Regions from separate parts of the Athene noctua genome. Here region 1 is linked to region 2. Evidence: chromatin contacts called from public Hi-C data. All regions are on one chromosome and are shown on one strand. Each heading gives the region's core, a stretch centred on a gene start, on an enhancer-like site or on the middle of the called end of the contact. The rest is flanking DNA. Distances are from core to core; before and after follow the strand shown.

Region 1 (5,043 bases), core at 454-2,953, 140 kb after region 2:
TTGAAAGACACAAAACCAAAGGATTTCTTCATATCAATTTTGGGTTCTCATACTGACATGAGCATGTTGCATCTCCTGGGGAGACTGACTGCAGAAAATACACCTAGCAGTCCTGCCAGAATCACCAGGGGCACCAATTATTTGCTTAAAATTTAAGGGTTTCCAGCTAAAATTGTTTGAATTTAGCATGGGTTAAAAATTAGCTTTGCTGGAAGTGAAAAAGCATGGTGGCTCAGGAGCACGTTCCATTTAAAAAGTTTAAATACATTTTTTTTCTATAAGCTTTCCAAAGAGGCAATGCTATGGCAGTGTCAGTTTCTTTTGGTGATGTCAAATTATGGCTCAAGGTGTAATTATAGAAAAATAAATGTCATTTGTAAAGGAGCCATCATTGCTTGCTATTAGAAGCGGTGCTTTGTATCTCTTAGTAAAGTGCCTGTCTTGATGTTTTTGAGGCAGACTAATAGGAATGTCAGCCCCAGCATGTTTGTGTGCTGCTAAACCTCTTCCCTCTGCCTCTCAGCCTGTGAAGAAGCGTTACCCAGGAGTGGTTTTGGCTCTTGCCTCATCCATACCAAGTGTTGAAAAAGAAATCCTGATTTCAACACAAAACATGCATTCAAAATGCAAATCCAGTGTATGAACATTCCCCCCAGTCTCTCTGGTGATTTTATACCTGCAGACCTTTGGCCAGAATTAACTGTTCCTTTGGAGGGAATGATTGTTGATCCCAACTCCAAGTTACTATTCAGTACGAGGTCTCTTGAGCCTGAAATCAATGTAGTGGGAAAACGTAATCAATTTTCCTGTTTAACCTAGTAGTAAGAAGTACGAAATAAAAAGGCAACGCTCTTTCTTTTGAGAGATAAGCTTGGTAAAAGCTTGAGCTATGCGACTGTTTACCTTGAATTTTCAGTACTTCCCTCAATTTCTATATGAGCAGCACAGCTTTCATTATAACCCCAAAGTATGACAGTTGGCTTTAGCTGCAGCTCGGCATCCTGCAAAAGTGTACCTTGCATTTTAGATATCGAGGCGAGTGACTTTAAATGGTAGTTCCATGCTCAAGAACAGGTGGTATTTCTTTCTACCCCTATTTACAATTTCTATATCTCTGCATGTCAGTATTTCGACAGATTCGATTTTTTTAAAAATATTACTAAGCAATGCTACGCTGCATGCTCTCATCTTTCGGCGGTGTTTTTTCCAGACTAGTTGTATCACCAAAGTTACGATCAGAGCCGAGGCCCTGAGCTAATGCTCCAGCACTTCAGGCTCCCCCGGGCTGGGGCCGGGCTCGGCGGAGACCCTGACGCGGTGCGGGGCGGCGGAAGGCGGCCCGGCCCGCCGCCGCTTCACCCTGGAGCACGGCCGCCCCCGGTGGCCGCCGGCCCGCCCGCCTCAGGCCGAGTTCGCCTCAGGAGGCGCCGCCCAGCGCCGCTGCCTGCCCGGGGGGAGGCTCCCCGCCGCTCTGCCGGGCCGAGGAGCGGGGAGCGCCCCGGGCCGCCTCCGCCCGCCGCTCCCAAGCCGCGGCCGGGCTCCGCCGAGGGTCGGGGAGCGCAGGGCCGCACCACCGCCACCCGTGGCGGGAAGCCCGCGCGCCTGCGCGGGGAGGGTGCGGCCCTCGCTGCGTGCGCATGCGCAGACCCTGCCGGCGGGACGCTGACAGCCGCCTACGCATGCGCAGCCCGCCCGCCGCGGGGCGAGGGACACGGTTGGCGCCCGCGCATGCGCTCGGGCTGGGCATCGCGGCTCCCCGCCGGGGCGCCGGGGCGCGAGGAGCGGCGGGAGCCCGTGCCGCGGCGGAGAGGTCAGCGGCGGCGAGGGGGGGCGGCGGGCCGAGCGGGCGGCGCAGCGCCTCCCAGAGCGGCGGCCGTGCCCGCCGCGCCGCCGGGGGCGGGGGCGGGCGAGCGGTGTGACGTCATGACGCCGGCGCCATCGGCGCGGCGCGGCGCCACCTGCCGGCGGGGAGGCGTCGAACCCCGGGGTCGGTGTCACCCCGAGGGTGCGACGGCAGTGGCGGGGCGTCACCCCCCGAGGGGCGGGAGGGGCGTCCCTCAGTGGGTCGGGGTGCGCCCAACGGCGGGGCCTGCTCGCCACAGGCCTCCCTGGCGCAGCCACGGCGGGGAGCAGCAGCCTTGGGGCAGATCCGAGCGTGGCCTCGAGGCGGTGACGCGTTAGGGGACCCCAGGTTGGGTGCGGATGGGGAGCTCACTGCTCGCTGCAGCTGTTCGGCAGGGGTGAAGCTCCACCCTTGATGGCACCAACAGCAAAAATTCAGTGATAAAGCAAAGTTGTTCGGTGGACGGCCCGAGTACAAGCCTGTTGGAGTTTAAGCATGCACTGACTGCTGGGAAGATCAAGTAAAACTTTGCTTAATGCATCCAGTCTCAAAGCAAACTTCTTTCAAGCAATGTTGTCAGGGAAAGCAGTTCTGAGGAGTCTGTCAGCTGCTTCATGGAGCAATGTGGAATTTTATCTTTCTCTTCCAGGGGCAGAAGGAGCAGCGTAAGGGCCCGCCTTGAGGGGAAACAGTTCTACTGACAACGCTTTGTCCCTCATCCTGCAGATACACAGGTGCTGCCTTTAACCATGCTGGTTTTAAATAAAGCGAAAATTAAGCATTTGGTGGGCAAAAACATGTATTATTTGTACTAAATAGTTTAGTAAAGCCCAAAGACAGTAGCACTGACTGACACTAAGTCTGTTGGCTCCTGTAGAAACTGTCAAAAATCACAGAGTGCGGTCTGTTCTGACTACAGACAAAGGCCCTTGGGTGATTTGCTTTCATATCTACTTAAAATCCTATTCTTCATCTGCCTCCTGGTCCCTTCTCTCCCCTTTGATTTTACTGTTTGGATTAAAACAGTTTTCAGGATAGCCAGAAGTCATTGTATTGCTTTACACTATACGGATGTGTCAGAGGCAGACTGGAAACAGAAGCAGAAAGAATTTTTCTCATAAGCTTTATATTTGGAAGAAAACAGACCTGGAGTTCTTTTGAGCATTTGGTTTTCTCATCGGGTCAATTGTCAGTGCACATTTTTTCCAAAGAAACTGTCAAATGGTAGAAAATAGCAATTTAAATAGGATGTTTGACATGTTATTGTGTGCTAGTGAAACTCAAACTGTGTTTCAGGGTCCTCAGTTGTATGCAAGGCCCTTGTCCAGAGTTTCTAGAAAGAATTTTCCTGAAAGCTAAGCACAGAGGAATTTGATATCGTTGTCTCAGAGCTGACCTCTTGCTGTTATTGTAGCAGTGCATGGAAGTTACACATTCATGCATCCCTGAGATCATTGGTATGACACCAGAGTTTCCCAGAGCACTCACATCAAGTCTATAAGTAATAATATATTTTGATATTGAGGAGGTGAAGGAACTAATTTAATAAAAACAGAAGATATTTTAATAGGAAGAAATGTAAAAAAAGTATTTCCAGAGCAACAAACTGAGCCTGTTTATGATAGATGCTGGTGTATGGAGAACAGATATGATAGGATGGAAACATCATAAAGCAACATATCCACAAAGCAGTACATTGTGTATTTTACTGTAGCTCTTATATGTGATTTTAGCTGAGAAGAGAGCAAGTTATTCATTACAAATTAATGAAATGTTAGTGTAAAAGATATTATTAGATCACCTATAGAAACCCATGGTCAGTTTGGTCACCTTTTCAAAGCAAGCACCTTTCTGTTCTAAAGAATGTGGGGAAATCAAGATACTGTGTTAAATTTCACTTTATATTTGGCTTTTATGATGATAAGCTTCAACATAATCACAGATCAGAAGATACACTTTTGGGAAAAAATAGTGTCAGTAGAACGTACATTGTTTTAAGTGAATGGGCCCTTTAGAATAACATAGTCTTCTTGGAAAGAAATGGCTTGAAGTGTTCTTACTTCTCTTTATATTCACTTCTTCATTAATTATTCAGCTGATATTCTTGCCACAAGTGTCCGTAACACTGATTGCTCCATTCTTGATCTACAAAAAGATAGAATTCTTTGACGTGGTGAGAATTACAAGTATCGGAGTGGAGTCAGACACCTGGGGTAAGGTCCCGTGGTGGTCAGTTTGGAGGAGCGATGGGCAGGGCAAGGCTTTGTGCTGGCCACGGAGGAGAAAGTTTGACCAACACCTTTCCTCTGCTGTGTGCCGCCGGCACTGAATGGCCTGTGGGCAATGCAGCCTCTTCTGAATGAGCCCTGCTGCAGGTTCACTGGGACAATTTCACCACAGTTTTCACTAGCACCAACTATAAAGGAAATACAGCCTTTTTACTGTTACAGCTTATGTATCGATATGGCCACACACTCATACAGGGGCCTGAGGTTGTTCTGATTACCTGTCCGGACTCTTGACTCTTTTGTTGTTGCTTTCCAGGATAGAATTACTGATCCTGTAAGTATGGCCTTGTCCCAAAACAGGGACTTTGTATTGAGATTCATGCTAGTTTACCAAGTGGTCTGCATTGTTCTGCCTCTCTGTCATCACACTAACTAACGGTTCCCTTCTCTGCATCATCAGACAGCTTGATCACTGATGGTTTGTGTCTCTCCTAACTCATTTCCTAAGTCTAAATAATAGAAAACCACGATAAGCAGAGAGTTAATCTTTGTGGGATGGTACTAGAAACATATGTGCTCAATGACTGCTGTTTGCAGTTCCATTTTGAAGCCTATTTAGCTACATTTTAATAATTTAAAATGTGTTGTATTGATTTTGTATTAATTTAATGAATCATTTTGTCCCTTGATACTTCTTTAATGGTTTACAAAAGAATTACACCTCTGATAACACACAGAGGTCTCATTACGAAGGTATCAGTTTAACACAGATCTTGGTTTTCATAAAACTGTGTTGATTGGTATTAATTTTATTATCCATCTTTATTCATCAGTTCCCATATAAGCCATTTCTTTAACAGCCTGACGTTGATCTCAGTCTGAAGGATGGGTGTTTACTTCCCTAATTGTACTTTTTGAAAAATCACAGTGACTTCTATTTGCAAATGATCTGATTGTGTTGACAGAAATACC
Region 2 (4,699 bases), core at 516-3,015:
TAGCTAGTGAGTAATATAGTGATAGAAGCAGAGGCCTGTAAGAGACCTCCAATGTGATTACAGTCAGACCTCAGCAAGGACAGGCACCATGTAAATAAATACAGAATTTGCAAGTAAATGTAATGAAATGTATGTAAATGTAGAAGTAAATGTAATGAATTCAAGTCTTGCAGTAAACAAAAGGCAGTCTTGCTCTTTGCGAAAGAAGGTGTCATTACAGATCTCCTTTAAACCAATAAAATGTTGCTGATTAATCCATCACGGCTTAGGGACTTCATCAACATCCTCAGGATTGTCTCAGTGCCCTTCTCCAGCCTGTCCTCTGGTTGTGGCTGCTCTTTGAGGACATACCAACATGTAGGCGATGAAAACAGCCCCAAGCAACCAGTTTGGGTACAAGGAGCTCTGCAGCCACATTGGAACATCACCTGAGCTTATACGACCTGCTTCTCAGGTTGGGAACCAGTATGGAAATCCACAGAAGTCTATGAGCTCCAGTCCTATAAACCTGTTTTGAGCTGGGGAAGTCTGTCTAGACAGAGCACAGGGTGTTTTTAAAGCAAGGCTGGGTTCGGCCCTGGTGCCTGAGCAATCAGGTCAGCTAGGATCAGCTCAGGTCGGAGATCTGCCCTCACGTGAGGAGGCGCTGGCCTCTGCGGTGGGGCCAAGCTGTGCGGCCGCTCGTGAGGGTCGAGGAGCAGGGCAAAGCTGAGCCCGTGGCTGTGCAGAAAGCGGGGGGGAAGCCCTTCAGCCAGGCCACAGCAACCCCTCACAGGGTGCGTGTGGGGGCAGGCGCAGGCAGGCGTGAGGGGGCCGCAGCGGCTGCTGCGCAGGTTTTGGTAGGAAGGCAGAGAAGGGGAGGAGGCAGCGCCGAGGGAAGCTGGGGCAGGCAGGTGCTGGGGGGACACAAACACCCCACGGTGTCAGCGTTGCCCCAAGGACCTGGGCTCCACGTCACCCCCCGAACTCGGTGCTAGCATGGGCCCCTCAGGCAGCGTCAGGAGCGTTGGGTCCTGCTGCGCCTCAGCTCTGAGGGAACCGGGAGCACTGAGGGGGGAACTTTTAGAGAGGCCATGCTGTGAGGGGGACATGACGGGGGACAGCTGCGTCGGGGCTGAGAGGGGAGACTGGGGGGTGACTGTGAGGAAGCTGAGGGGAGCCCGAGAGGGGAAACGGGGGAACTGAGGGGAGCGACTGTGAGGGGGAAGTGGGGGGAACTGACAGGAGGATAATGCGGGGAGCGACTGCGAGGAGACACCCGCGGTGGGACTGAGAGGGGACGCAGTGAGGGGGCGGCTGTGGGGGTGCTGAGGCCGGACCCCGACAGGAGTAAGCAGGCGAGACTAAGGTGAGCGCCCGGGGGGAACCGAGGGGGACGCTGCGAACAGGCATCGGCGGGGGGCCGCAGGAGTCCCCGAGGTGGGCGAGGGCAAGGGACACGGGGGCAGGAGGCCGCGGGGGCCGCCACGGACCACCCGTCCCTCACCCCGCCGCGGAGCAACTGAGGACGGGCTCGACTCTTTCCGGCGCCGCTCGCGCCTTTCCGGCGTCGGCGGGGGCGGGGGGCGTGCCCCGTGCGCGGTGACGCAAGGCGCAGGCCCCGCCCCGGCCCCGCCCCCATGGTCTCTGGAAAAGAGAAGAGAAAAAAAAACTTTTTTTTTTAATTGAGGAATCAACAGCCGCCATCTTGTCGCGGAGCCGGAGCGCGGCGCGAGCGGAGCGGGGCCGGGCCGGGCCGGGCCGGGGCAGCGGGGCCGCCCGCCGGGACACGGGCAGCCGCGCGGAGCGCCGCCGACGGGCAGAGGGGCTCGGGGCAGCGGGGCAGAGCCGGCCGGAGCCAACCGAACGCCGCCGCCGGGACCGGGAGCCGCGGCCGCCGCCGCGCCGCGCTCATTGTTTTGGGGCGTTTTTTGGGTGTTTTCGGGTTTTTTCCGTTTTTTTGTGATTTTTTCGAATTTTTTTTTTCCCCCCCCTCCCTCCTCTTCCCCCCCCGCCCCCCCCCTCCCCTACCTCGGCCGCGGTTTGGCCGCGGGCGGGGGCGGCGGGCGGGGGCCGCCGCGGGGCCGGGGCGAACCCCCCGGCGCGGAGGGGAGGGGACGGGGCGAGGCGGAGGGGAGCGTGTGGGGGGGCGCTATGCTCCCCCAGTGACTGCCTGAGCCGCCATCCGGGCACCTCCTCGGCGGCGGCCGGGCGGGGGGAAGAGGCCGGGAGGAGCGAGGCCGGCAGGGAGGGGGCGCTGGGCTCTTCCCCACCCCGCCCCGAACCCTCCTCCCCTGCGGCCTGCTGCGGCGGCGGCGGCCCGGCCCGGGTATGGGGGAACGGGGGCCGCCGCCGGTCGGGCACTGAGCGGCGCTGTTGCTCGGCGGTGGGTTCCCCTTTGGAGGAACGGGGAGAGAGAGATTCGCCCCCCCTCAGGCTCTCCCCCCCTCTCCAACGATTACCGGCTCGGCGGCCTCTCCTCGGACGGCCCAGCCGGCTACCATGGCGGAGAACTTACTCGACGGGCCGCCCAACCCCAAGCGAGCCAAGCTCAACTCGCCGGGCTTCTCCGCCAGCGATAGCACAGGTAAGGCCTGCGGGGCGGTGCGGGGGCGAGCGGGCCTCACCGGCGGTTACCCCCCCCCCCCCCCCCCCCCCCCGCCCTCCTCCGGCGGGGCGACCGCCCCGCCGGAGGAGGGCGGGGGGGGGGGGGGGGAGGTGTGTGTGTAACCGCCCGACCTGCCCCGGTTCCCGGCGGGGGTGGGAACCGGCCTGGCGAGGTGCCGGGAAAGGGGGGACGGATCCCTCACGGAGCGGTTGGGCCTCCTTCAGTCGAAGTTACCGGGTGGGACCAGTACGCTAAGTACCGTCCCGGCTATAAATAGCGGTAGGGAGAGACGGGTAAGGCCTTTTGAGTTGAATTTCCCTTTCCTTTTCCTCCATCATCGACCACCGCTTCGTTTTAGTGGTGAAGGGATGGAGGGATCCGCCTCGGCTTGGATGCTGGGGGTGCCCAGGTGAGCGGGGCGCGGGTAGGGAAGGATCAAAACCCAGCTATCAGAAACACCCGCCACCCTGCTTCTGGAGGGGCTGGTCGGGATTTCTGTCTACTCCTTAAAATCCCTGTATCGTCCACAACTAAAAGCCGTTTGCAGTCAGCCTCTTCCACTGTGCCCCTGCGTGCGACACGTTAAGGAATAAAAACTCCCTAATAACATACTGAGATTTTGCCTTTTTTTTATCCCCATCTGTGACCCTGGTTTAAGGCGCTTGGTTCGAACAGTTGCGAGCATTTTTACTTTAAAAAGAAATAATTTGCAGGTAATAATCTAAGTTGTGGGGTTGTTGGCGTGATGAAATGCCCAGCAGGCTGGCAGTCACTGTGACTTGTCTGTATGTCGCGTGGTGTCTTCAGCGTGCTTTTTTTTCAATTGTTTGTAGATAATAAAAACCATCAAAATTTCTCATTTCCAGCAAGTGCATGCCCGTTGTAAATAAGCACGTGTGTGCATAAGAGCATGTGTGTGTGTGTGTTCCAACTGTTCTGATCACTGAAACAGTGGTTTTACAGGAACTCGAAGTGTGTCGGACTTGCATTTCTGTTTTCAGAGATTCATGAATCTTGTTGAAGGGACAGTGATAAGTTAATCATGCTATGCCTGCTGTGTTTTTAATAGACTGAAAAAAATATTACTATAATTGAGCTGATAAATTCTGTGGGTTTTTTTGGTTTGCTTAATCTGCATTTGGCAATAGCTTAGATACTTCAGTCCTTTGGGGTTTTTTTTATGGAATCTTTTTCTTCTCAGCCTACAAATAAATGAAACTTGCCAAAAAGAAACAGTATTGAGAGTAAGAATTGGCAGAGAATATCTAGGTGAGGTCTTGTGATTGAACTACGTTAATCTGTTTCATGGAGGCGGTGGAATATCATACAGAAGGCTGATACTTCAGGTTGTCATGAAGTGCACCACAGTAACTCAGGAAAAGCACAGTTTTTCTTTAATTCTATACATTTTAGACTGCTGGTAGCTCGTGAAAAATGTTTGAAGCGTGTCTTTTTTTCTCTTTCTTTTTTGAAGTTCACTTGGTCTGTTCTGGAATGCTTCAGTCGTAATTACATCCTGTTCAGCAAGTTCTAATGCGTCTCGGTGAGCTCTGTGCAGTGCTAGATATGTAAACTCCAGCATGTGCATAAAGTTTTGCACAGCTGAGGGGGCCTTTGGTCACCAGGGACGGCAAAGCCCAGGTTGGATTTTGACCATGTAGGAGTGTGTCCGTAGCGTACTGTTGTCATCCCAGTGTTCTTCAGGCAAAAACACCTCTCTGCCTGAGAGTGCAGGTAATGTTTCTGCACTTAGAAGTGCTTCTTACAAATCTCTTCACGTTTGTTGCCAGCAGCTAATGTTGCTTGTTGAAAGATTGCTGAACGTTTCTGTGCGTTGTAGCAGGCAATACACGTAGTTTGAGTAGCGATAGCTATCAGATACCTGCTCCTGAACCTAAACCAGGCTACTCCCTTGCACTGAGGCTTAAATGAAAAAGTTACATTGCAACCTGGAAAGTTGTCTTTGTGACCAGAGGTGCTTGGAGAGACGGGTTTGAGGCTTGCGCCCTGAACGAGCAGTAAGTTGTGTATGGGTTAACTGAATTGTAATTGCAGTTGTAAACCCGTGCTGTTTGATGCTGCAGCTTGCGTGATTGGGACGTGCTTTAAAAG

What was found. Hi-C and Micro-C count contacts between places; a contact is called where the count stands out from the background.
Region 1: a contact with region 2 is called in a Hi-C map of heart, with 2.7 times the contacts expected there. The contact joins the promoter of SLX4 here to the promoter of CREBBP in region 2. A contact is called at or near these places in 2 of 2 Hi-C or Micro-C datasets (heart and liver).

Annotation. Positions count from the first base shown.
Region 1 is chr15:3,941,272-3,946,314 of bAthNoc1.hap1.1, forward strand. It overlaps SLX4 (SLX4 structure-specific endonuclease subunit), which reads left to right and starts at 1,704. Exons shown (of 17, transcript XM_074918777.1): 1 at 1,704-1,810; 2 at 2,493-2,577.
Region 2 is chr15:3,804,564-3,809,262 of bAthNoc1.hap1.1, forward strand. CREBBP (CREB binding lysine acetyltransferase) reads left to right here and starts at 1,766. Exons shown (of 30, transcript XM_074919814.1): 1 at 1,766-2,566. The coding sequence starts at 2,482.